Regions from separate parts of the Mus musculus genome. Here region 2 is linked to region 1. The links are chromatin contacts, called in public ChIA-PET maps. All regions are on one chromosome and are shown on one strand. The core of a region is the stretch at or near the end of the contact, and the rest is flanking DNA. Distances in the headings are between cores, read along the strand shown. Region 1 holds the start of Ptger4 (prostaglandin E receptor 4 (subtype EP4)). Region 2 overlaps 5430437J10Rik (RIKEN cDNA 5430437J10 gene).

The links. ChIA-PET counts read pairs in DNA pulled down with a chosen protein or histone mark.
Region 2: an RNA polymerase II ChIA-PET map of memory CD8 T cells shows a contact between it and region 1, with 5 times the contacts expected there. The contact joins the enhancer-like site here to the promoter of Ptger4 in region 1. A contact is called at or near these places in 15 of 39 promoter capture datasets (3T3-L1-derived adipocytes, the HPC-7 cell line, HPC-7-derived erythroid cells and 10 more), 2 of 15 datasets of contacts at CTCF or cohesin (large pre-B cells and pro-B cells), 13 of 484 Hi-C or Micro-C datasets (the C3H10T1/2 cell line, CD4 T cells, CD8 T cells and 8 more), 21 of 115 datasets of contacts at active chromatin or transcription factors (the 230-238 cell line, CD8 T cells, the NIH/3T3 cell line and 14 more) and 5 of 9 other capture datasets (adipose tissue, embryonic stem cells, liver and 2 more).

The regions. Positions count from the first base shown.
Region 1 is chr15:5,240,515-5,245,955 of GRCm38.p6, forward strand. Ptger4 (prostaglandin E receptor 4 (subtype EP4)) reads right to left here and starts at 3,673. Exons shown (of 3, transcript NM_008965.2): 1 at 3,169-3,673; 2 at 1,747-2,681. The coding sequence starts at 3,184.
Region 2 is chr15:5,552,743-5,558,248 of GRCm38.p6, forward strand. The region is part of intron 2 of 5430437J10Rik (RIKEN cDNA 5430437J10 gene); the gene reads left to right. Among named protein-coding and RNA genes, the nearest start is that of 5430437J10Rik, 59 kb to the left of the region's middle. Within about 2 kb of position 1,954, at least 28 of the 459 cell types and tissues checked have an H3K27ac peak or open chromatin away from gene starts, as enhancers often do. A contact at or near this core is called in CD8 T cells, the MNK3 cell line, the SCID.adh cell line and 8 more, where this site is marked.

The sequences.
Region 1 (5,441 bases), core at 2,423-4,922:
TATTGGTTTCGTGTGCCTCTCCAGAAGACAACGGAGACTACTTTATTGGTAGCTTCATGTGAATTGTAGAGTCACATGTTCACTTCTAAGCATAACATCTAGGGAGCCTGTGCACCGTTACTAATGGCCTAGCTCCGATTCCTCAGTTCTGTGAAGTGGATGTCCTGTAAATAACAGCTACTTACTTTGTCATTTACTGTCCCATAAAATAGAAAGCAGAGACTAGAGGCCTCAGCTCTTCCCTTCCAGATCTCCCTTTATTTTAAGTTGCCATTACAGACAGTAAAATATATTTATGCGGTTCGAGTGTAACTTAACCCTGTAAATTGCATTAGGTTCTGAGATGGCTTAAAGGCCCTTCTGGCCAGTCATATTTACGTCTGTTTACACACATTGGCAAGGAGCTACTGTATGCTGGCTCTCAGACACCGCTAAGTTTTCTTCCATTTACAGTCACTTTTGTAAGAGATAGAAATATGTCTAAATCAGAGATAGCTGGTAGTATTCATAAGAGATAGAAAAGAGTAGTAGCCCATTACATGTACTTCTACTTGCTCCCAGTGGACATAGATGGTAATCTTTTTTTGAATAGGTAGTTTAGAATTTCTGGGAAAGCAGTCTTTTGAGAGATAGAGCTCAAAACAAGATAAATTCTAGATGAAGAATTCTGCTGGACCAATGATTTGTTTCTGGTGCGTTCTGTCAGTGTCACATGTAAAAGCAGAGATCGGAAGAGGCATTTGCTCCTTTCTGCTTGCAATATTTTCGACATTGCTGATGGCAGCTTTAAAGACTCTGGTCCTCAGAGATGAAGCACATGAAGACACTGACAGATGTTCCACAAAGGAGCAAATTAGAAGTGTTCTAGCGAGAGACTAATACTACAGTGGTGAGGGCTAGAGTCTCCCTCAAGGAGAAACTGCATTGCTCCTGCTCGTTAAAAATTAAAGGGCAGTGCACACCAACTAGTCCGTCATGCTTTCTTAGCTTGCAAAAAGAATAAGGAACTTGAATTTGAACCATACCCAGTTCAGGAGTCTGTTCAAGGTTTTGGGTGGTAGGCGGTGGAGGGGCTAAGGGAGGCTTGGGGGAGGGCAGGGAGCAGTGTGACTATGTCTGCAAGATTATTCTAAGCAAGGCCCTCTTACTCCTCTGTGAAGCGAGTCCTTAGGCTTTTAAGTGGAAAAGCAACTCAACTATTCTAACTTTAAAATTCTGCATAATTTAGAAAAAAGTCAAGGCCTGAAGAAATCAAAAAGGCTGAACCCGCACTCTCTCTCTCCCAAGGAAATGAATTCAACAGAGCTTATCGCCCTGGGTTTGCAGACTCTGGGCCACAGAGTGGAGCGCTAGAGTAAGTAACGCAAGTGAGTTGTCCCCTCCCCCCATCTAACTGATCCCGCCTGAAGGTTCAGGGAAGATGCAAAGCAAAACAGGGCAATAAGGGGAACCTGGCAGGGGAGGGGGCACAGGGGGTTGTCCAGGGGACCTCAGAACTTTTGCTTTCGGGGAAAGAACCTCAGGGGACCTGGGGGCGGGGAATCACCTCCTGAGTCTCTTTAAGGTCAGGACTTAGAAGGAAAACCTGGGTTTGCTCAGAGAAGCCTTGAAGTGGTCCCAGCTCAGAACTGGAGAAAACTCTGCCCACCTCCCCCCCCCCCAAAGGAATCAGGGAAAAGGAGGGGAGCGTGGAGGCGGATGGATGCAGGAGAGAGGCCCAGTGGGTCTCAGGCCCCAAACACTTACCACGAGCGGAATGGAGCAGATGAGCACCACCAGAGAGGTGGCGATGAGTAAGATGACCATCTGGATCTCCGCACCCGCGATGCGCCGGAAACTCCTGCGGCGGCGAAAGTCGCTGAGGCGCTGCAGGGCTGGGGAGGCCCCAGCGTGGCCCCGACAGGCCACCGAAGCTACCGCGGCGGCGGCAGCCGCATGGTGCTGCTCCGTGCCCAACGAGGTGCGGCGCATGAACTGGCGGTGCATGCGGAGCAGCGCGCCGCACACCAGCACGTTGCAGAGCACGGTGGCAAGGATGAGGAAGGAGCTGAAGCCGGCGTACATGTAAGAGAAGGCGGCGTAGGCCGTTACGTTGGTGGTCCAGTCGATGAAGCACCAGGTGCCCGGGTACTGCCGCTCGGATCTGCCCAGGCCCATGTTGGGCAGCGCGCAGAACAGCACGTTAGATGCATAGATGGCGAAGAGTGTGAGGCCGGCCAGCCGCTTGTCCACGTAGTGGCTGTAGAAGTAGGCGTGGTTGATGGCCAGGTAGCGCTCGATGCTCATGGCACAGATGATGCTGAGACCCGACAGACCGAAGAAAAGTAGGATGAAGGTGCTATAGTCACACAGTGCCTGGTCTCCGGGCCACTGGCCCTTCATGTATGTGGCGATGGTCACCGGGCTTACCAACAAGGTGCCCAGAAGGTCAGTGACAGCCAGCCCACATACTAGAGTGTAAAAGGTCGTCTCTTTCTGCTCCTTGCGCGACTTGCACAATACTACGATGGCCACCAGGTTGCCCACCACCCCGAAGATGAACATCACTGCGGGAATGGTCACCGGGCTGTTCAGCCTCTCCGGAGTGGAGGAGAAGGACGCGTTGACTCCGGGGATGGACATGATGGTGGTGGTTAGTAACACACAGCGTTGGAGCTCACGGTTCGATCTAGGAATGGTACCTAGAGAGAAAGAGAAACGAGCCATTTACCACTTGCAAGGTGTTCGACCCATGGCCAAAATGCTGTGTCGCAGAGATAAGGAGAGCACCCAGATCCAACTTCCTCATCGGTAGCTACTCATTAACTGTGACTACTTAAATTCCCAAGGTCTGGATCCGTTCTGTCAAGAGCACCGCTCTGCTGACATTAATATATTTATTTCCCGCCTATCCCCACCCCCACCGCTCCATAATCAGCTCATTCCCTCGCCGAGATGAGCAAGACCCTTCTCAAGGGAAAAGTGACTCCCTAGTGATATTCCCCACAGAATGGATAAAATGCTCATCGAAAGAAGTTATGGACATTTTGGGACACTATGGGACATTCTGTTCTTTGGTTTCCCGGAAGAGCGCCTGAACACGCAAAGACCTCCATCCCGACTTACCTGTAGGGTGGGGTTAGGAGCCCGGTGTGCCCAAGGCTCAGGCCTCAGATGTTCAGGACCTACCTCCAACCTCAGCCATCAGTCTCTTCCCACGCAGTGCGGAACTTGTCAAGCTTTTGCTGTCTCGGAACCGGGGCTCGGTGGCTGCCAACTTTCCGGAACTGAGGTCAGAGTATCTTGCTTTCAAAAAAGCTTGGAAAGCCAGAGAGGCTAGCGGGATGGGTCGGTGAAGACCAGTCTGGGGTTTCTTGTTTGATTTACTAACGCCTCCTCCTTTCAAAGGCGAGTCTCAGCTTTGCAGGGCCCGCGCAGGTCTAGTGCGGGAGGTCAGCGTCCAGGTGTGTCGCCGCCACGCGTGCAGGTGGAACAGAGCGTAGGTCCGGGCTCCCTCCTCCCCAGCAGCGGGCTGAACGGACAGCTACCGGAGAAGGCGGCTGCCGCTGAGGCCGCTCCTTGGGCTCTGGGGGCGGCACGGGGTCCACTGGGCCTGGGGCTCTGACCTGAGGCCGTTCATCTTCCTCTCCCGCTGCCGGGTTTCGAGCTTCGCTCTCGGCGTCTCCAGCCTCTGAACAAACTTTTCTCCTCCCGCAAGTTTCCCCGGAGGGGGCGGAGACAGTCATAGCGCGGCCCGGGCTTCCATTGGCTGATCTGGAAAGGGGGCGGGGCGAGACCTCCTCTAGCACCGCCTAGGAGCCCGGTGATGGAGGGCGGGGCGGAGAGCTGCGGAGGTCTGGAGGGACCTGCGGGGGTGCCACCCGGCTGCGGGTGCAGCTTCAGTGCCTTCCCTCCCTCGAAGGTACCGAAACCCCCCAGATCGAGTCCCCAGGAAACGCCAGCTCGAGCTTCGCCACTCCCAAGCTGGGCATTTAGCGGGAATGATGCTGGGACCTGTGTCTGGTCTACATTGCTCTGCGGGTTAGAGTGGTTAAATTCTCGCATCTTCCACCCACAGATCAAACATGTGGGTCTTGAGATGTCGGGACAATTGCTTTAGGGCTCTACCCGGGAGCCACAGAGCGGAGAGGAAAAGTGGGTGTGTGGTTGTCCGTGGGTGTGTACGCCCGAGAGCTCCGGGTGGGACTTGGCAGAGGCACGGTGAGTAGGTACCAGGCTTGGGCGGGGAGGCGACTAAGAATCCATCCTCTCACCATAAAAGGAGTTACTTGGCAGTGCCCTAGCTGCGCTCAATAGGGCACCAAAGCGGAGGCGGGGAGGAAGGCGAGCAACACGGAACTGCAACTTCTCACTTAGATGGCAGAGTTTAGGGCTTTCTTTGGAGACCTGTGGCCCACAGGCACACCTGAGATTTAGTTGAGGGGGACTGTTTAACTGTAGAGAGAGAGCATTCTTCCTCAGGAAGGCTGAAACAAGTGCTTTCCTGTTCAGTTTCTGCTAGCCATCTTCACCTGCGGGATGAGAGGGGTTTGAAATTCAAGCAAATTAACGAATTTCCAGGCGTTGCCTCTTTGTTAACTCGGAAAAGGTCTATTTGCCTTTCCCTATTCTTTGGTTTATAGTTTGTTCGGCTTCTTCTTTGATGAGGAACAATCATTTCTTAATTATCAACTATTCTCCTAAAAAACAGAATTTAAGATCGGAAAACACCAGGGGGCAATTAAAACCCTGTCACCAGATCCTTTAAAAACTACACAATGAGACTGTAGTATGGTTTTCTGAACAATTCAACTTCTTACAAAAACCTCACTCCATGCTTAGCATCTAACCGGGTAACTAGGTGGCTTGAATCTTGTGTGAAACAAGTAGGTATGCCTCTACTGTTATTTATGGGGGCTGGAGAGATGGCTCGGCAGTTAAGAGCACTGACTGCTCTTCCAGAGGTCCTGAGTTCAATTCTCAGCAACCACATGGTGGCTCACAACCATCTGTAATAAGATCTGATGCCCTCTTCTGGTGTGTCTGAAGATAGCTACAGTGTACTCACATAAATAAATCTTTTTTTTTTTTAAATCTGCCAAGAATTTATGATTCTTCAGCAAGCCTCAGAAACAAACGAGTAGTGAGAGAACCAAGATTTTACGATTTCAACTAACTTCAGCCTAGAGAAGTACTCAGAATTGTGTTTACTTGTATAAGGGAACATGTGGGTATCAAAATACATTTCGTGTGCAAGCCTTTTCATCAGGAACATCAGAAGGGAAAGCATTCTTAGCTGATAAAAAAAAAAGTCAGTGGTGATGTTCAGTTTTTGAGTCTGCTGTCACCATTGATGTCGTTTTGGTGTCTGCATGTCCTTTGGAGAGTAATCTCTAGAATGGTGTCAGCACAGAACACAAATCAACACCAGAAAAATAAGGACGGAAACTACCTTGCACCCC
Region 2 (5,506 bases), core at 704-3,203, 310 kb after region 1:
CCTGGACTTAGGCCACCCTTCAGGTTTCTGACTTTTCTGTGTGTGAAAGAAAGCCCCACCTCTCTCTTTTAAGGTTACAGTGGTCACATTTGCATTCAATGCAGGTTGAATAAAGCATCTTAAATCTTTCCTCACAGTTGAAAAGCGGTGTTTTCCATATAAAGTGAGACTAACAGGTTCCAGAGGTTAGGGGGTGAATTTTTGAGAAGAAAGGCTTTTTTCATATCAGTATACCGAGGCTTCTTACTTAATATTCTCTCCGTTTTTTCCTCGCTCTTTCCATTAGAACACATCTTTCAATAGTTTTAGTCAACACACACATGAGAAAATTGAGATCCGGTGTTTTAAAAGCTTCATACATGATGGTGATTTTGTGCATAGAACAATAGGATGAAGAACAATCCTGTTGAAAAATGATATTAGCACAGTAGCACTTGCAGCTTTCCTTGTTATTCTTCAAAAATAATGTTTTAAAAGACTTGGGACATTTAAAATCTCAATTTATGAATCATCTTAAATGTCTATCTCTAGTGTGAACTCACTTGAAAGTACGTTATTTAATTTGTGCTTTCATTTTTCAGTCTCCCAATTTTTAAATCAAATCGCTGATGAGTGTAAAACTTTAGCTTTAAACTATTTCAGTCCTATGTAATTAGTAAGACAAAGTTTATAAATAGAACACAGTCATATTTATCTCATAACAATAGGTAAAATATTTAGCTGTCCTGGTTAGGGTTACTCTTGCTTAATAAAACACCATGACCAAACCAACTTGGGGGGAAAAGGGCTCAGCATACACTTCATGTCACTATTCCTCATCAAAGTAAATCAGCTAAGAAACTCAAAACAGGGCAGGAACCTAGAGGCAGGAGCTGATGCAGAGGCCATGGAAGGGTGCTGCTTACTGGCTTGCTCATGATAGCTTGCTCAGACTGCTTTCTTATAGAACCCTGAACCACCAGCCCAGGAATGGCACCACTTACCATGGGCTGGGCCCTCCCCCATCAATCTCAAATTAAGAAAATGTTCCACAGGCTTGGCTACACCTCAATCTTAGGAAGAGATTTTTCTTTTCAACTGAGGCTCCCTCTCTTCTCTCTAATGACTAGCTTGTGTCAAGTTGACATAAAGCCATGCAGCACATGAATAAAATTAATGACAGCTGAATGTTAATTTCATTTTTATACTGTATAGTTTTGATTTGTTTATCCTGAGTCTTTTGATAGAGATGCTAGCTTTAATTGAACAAATTAGCTTTTATACCAGAATCTGATACAACAATTTTAATTTTTAGTATTTGGATTTCAGCAACCATAAAGAAAACTTAGCTGATAGATTTTATCACGTGGATTAACTCTTATAATAAGGTGCCTGAGAGGAAGCATTCGAACTGAAATGAGTGTTCAGCTCAATGAGGAAAAAAATTAAAGCCCATCGAAAGTTACCAGCATTGGTAGAAAAAATAGTTTTAGTGAAAAATGATGCCTGTGGGGAAAAGCCAACCAAGAGTGTCAAACTTTTCCCATTTATTAACATGTGAAATATTGGAAAAATATTTCATGAACATAATTAGAGTTATAGTAACATAGTAAATGGAAACATTCTTCATAAAGTATGACACCTTATTATTAATAGCAATAGCTAAAACATGCAGAAATAGCTAAATGATTAGTGTAAATTATTGTGTCAACACTACTATTCTAGATATTTTTACGTTCAGAAGTTTCTGTACAGAAATAAACTGTTGGGTTTTTAAAGGAAGTATTTTATTTTTGAAACTTTATTTTAACAATGACTGCTTTTCATGCATGTAGTGGTTTGAATGAAACATGTCCCTCACAATCTCTGGTATTTGAACACTTGGTCACTAATTGGTGGCATGTTGGGGAGGTTTAGGAGATGGAGTCCTGCTGGAGGAAGTACGTCACCAGAGGTGGGCTTTGACTGTGGATAGGTTTGCCTCACTTCCTGTTTGTACTTTCTGCTTCGTGCTCGTGGTAAAGTTCTCTCTCTTCTTCATGTTTTCAGTAAAGAATGTAAGAACTCATTTTGCTAGTTCAGAATCACTTTTTATTTCTTATTCTCTGAATTGCTACAATAATGCTCGTGGCTGGAGACTTCTCCTGTTATGTAAACATCATGGAACTTAGTTCTCTCTGGAAGCTTTTTTCTTCTGCAGGGAAGGGGCATCTTCTTAGAATGCCCTAAAACCTAATTTTATGGGTTTTCTTTGGTGTTACATTTTCACTCATTATTTTCTTCAACCATTTTAAACATAAGCCTTCGTTCACATACTGCTTCTTTCATTTTAGGGCATATAATCATTTCAGTTACAGGGAGGGGGCACCCCATCATGATCAAACTGTTACTTTTAGGTTTTACAGGCTTTTAGATTGTGGGGTTTCCCCTTTACCTGACACGTCTGCTTTCCATCCTGTCTTGCCCTGTTTGTGGAAAAACTTGCTGTAAAGTAATTTTGCATTTCTGCTTGTATTTCTTCTCAAAACTAGTACTTACATTATTTTGTCAGCTTGGGAATTTCTGTTCTCTTAAATAACGCGAATTATGACTTTATATATCTGTATTTTAGAGGCACAGGTGCCACCTTCTTATGGAGGAATGTTTCAGATGTTTTTCCTTGCAGGCTTCATCGTGGTTCCTGCTGGGTACCTTCTGTGGCTGTTAGATTTGACACAGCACAGTTTCTGCCTTGCAAGCGCTCAGCGTTGTAGGTTGGCTTCAGAAGTAGATACTGAAGTTAGCATTTATGTGGAGCTGATTTATTATTAGTAAGTCTCCCAAGAAAAGCAAGAACACGGAGAAATAAGACTGAATGGGCTTTCGGCCAAGTAATGGTAGAAAGCCAAGGGAAATCCCACTTGGCAATGTTTGAGGTCTGAAGGAAGTTTGAAGGTCATTCTTTAGGTTTGTCCTCATTGTGAGGGCATTTGAGTGATTACAGAGCAATTAAAGGCTTAATTAATTAATTGGCATTCTCAGGATGTTCATTTCATACTATTGTTCAATGGAGGAACTAATAGCTTGAAGCCACCTTCTAGGCAAAGAGATGAAGTGAAGGTATACAGAGAGATAATGCACTGGGGTTGTCAAGAGTGCAAAAGAACCAGGGCAGAGCGTGGCTTGCCTGTTGAAGCCTGTCTTCTGACTGGGGCTAAGATTAGAGCGAAATCCAGTATAAGTCTGTGTACTTATATTTATATCCCCTTATGGTAGCTGCACTGGTGAGGAAAGAATAGCACTGTGTCCACATCCTCTGTTTGAAATCCTCTGGAATTCAGCATCACCTTTATTCTTATAGTAAAAATTAAAATGATGTCATCTTGCCCATTTTTTATGAGCTTGAAACAGGAATGTATCTACTTTAGTGCATTCCTCCAGAGAATATGAAATGGGATGTAGTATGTCTAACCTAACGAGGAGAGAGAGAGAGAGAGAGAGAGAGAGAGAGAGAGAGAGAGAGAGAGAGAGAGAGAGAGAACATTTCATTGAATATAAATTGATGGGATAGGCAAATAAAAGAAACAACTTGGATTCTTTTAAAATAACCTAGATTATTTCGAAGTTAGGTTGGCCTTTAGGTAGGGTGTTGACTGTAGAATCATTTGAAAATAGTAGAATGTCTTATAAAATTACAAGTAGGTATTTTCTGTAAAATACAGACTCCTGACTATTTTATTAGTAATGTGCTGAAGACAGCCTAAAATGCCTTACCAAATCCGTGTTGCTGCAATCATGTAATTTCTCAAGGGTAAGAATAATAAAACTTAGGTGGCACCACATTCCATACCCTTTTATTACCTCATTCCATGCTTTCTAAATATAGTGATCTGACAGACACAGGCAAGTTAGCGAAGCAAAATAGCACATAAGTGAAGCCCAGAATCTTATTATTGAGGCATGACTCTTCTTTACAGGGACTGATCTGATTCGTAGGGCTGTGCAGGAAGAGATGTGCTCTCTCTCTCTCTCTCTCTCTCTCTCTCTCTCTCTCTCTCTCTCTCTCTCTCTGTGTCTGTGCAGGTGATCATGTTTTAAATAGATTTGAGGAAATCTGACTACCATATCTTTGCCTCTGGAGCTATAACTTAAGTCAAAGGGTTTGTTTTTCTCCTCAGAGTGCTTTTCACTGTCCACACTTTCTAAAACAAAATAACAAAAATGAAGACTGAGGAAAATGGCACAAAAACAACAAGCTAGTGGTATCATAGCCACTGAGCTGTAGGATCAGACCTGGGTGGGCCACTGGATTTTCAGTTCAACTTTTGCAGTCTTCATCAGGTTCCATAGCTCCCTTTAGACACCCAGTTCTTCTTTTGCAAAGTGTGCATAAAAATCACACTTTGCCACACTAGTAGTGTAGAGGGGTCAGGTGATGTAACGATGCATACGGTCCATCACAGTCAGTAAATAAATGGAGTGGTCCTGACACTATTGTAACTCTGGTGTTTGACTATGAGTAATGGCTTATGGAACTTATATTTCTGTTAACAGCACATATGACAGATGCAATCTGCTTTCTGTTCTGTTTCTTCTCTTCTTCATTCCCTCCTCCTTCCTTTCCTTCCATAGGTCTATGTGCTAGATTCATATTCACAACATGTTAAAATAACTCCCATTGCTGCCATATGTATTATTAAATCAGGAAATACAATCTCTCTAAAACACCAAATGAAAATATACAGACATTTACAGAAGACTTTCCAGGTTTCAGCCAGACCCCCAGGGACTCAGTGCGCTGGTATTTTAAGCAACCTACTTCCTCTCTTTCAAGATTGGCAAAGGAAAATTATGTTCTAATTCCAGACACTATGGCGCTCTGTGTACTTTGCCTATTAATTTACTATAAAGCTCGGCTAAAGCATGTATTTAGTTTTTCATCGTAAAAAAAAAATCATACATTTTAAACAAGACAAACTAAACTCTAGACACAAATACAGTAAGTCCATTTTGCCAAGTAGAAATTGCCAACTTTCTGAGATACACTAGGCTAATGGGTCATTCATCACTCAATCATGGTCAAGCCCTGCATGGCTTCAGTTAATAGTCTCTGTTGATTTTATTATGTAAAGGTTAACAATAGACAGACCAGTTCTGGTCTATTGTGAAGTCTGTCTGTGTTTTAAATCATATTCCTAAAAAAGCCTTTCAAACCGACACTGGCCACTTTTACTTGCAAATGACATTTGTTGAGGACTTACTATGACCAAAAAAAGCTGCCAGACTCTTCACAAGAACAGAAATATGTCAAATGATGCCTTTGTGCTTTAAAAAAACAAAAACAAAAAGCAAAGGATTAATATTTTTTCTGTTTCTTTACACCCAAAATAAGTTTCTTTTCTGTGAAACAGTAGAAAACTTATTAAGAAGGTTAAACTGCCCTTTGGATTAGATGGTACTGTGTAAGAGCTATAGATTCTGGTGTGTGCCCTAATAACGATATCCCAGTGACATATGCAAGGTTTTAATACGTCTGTAAATCACAGGT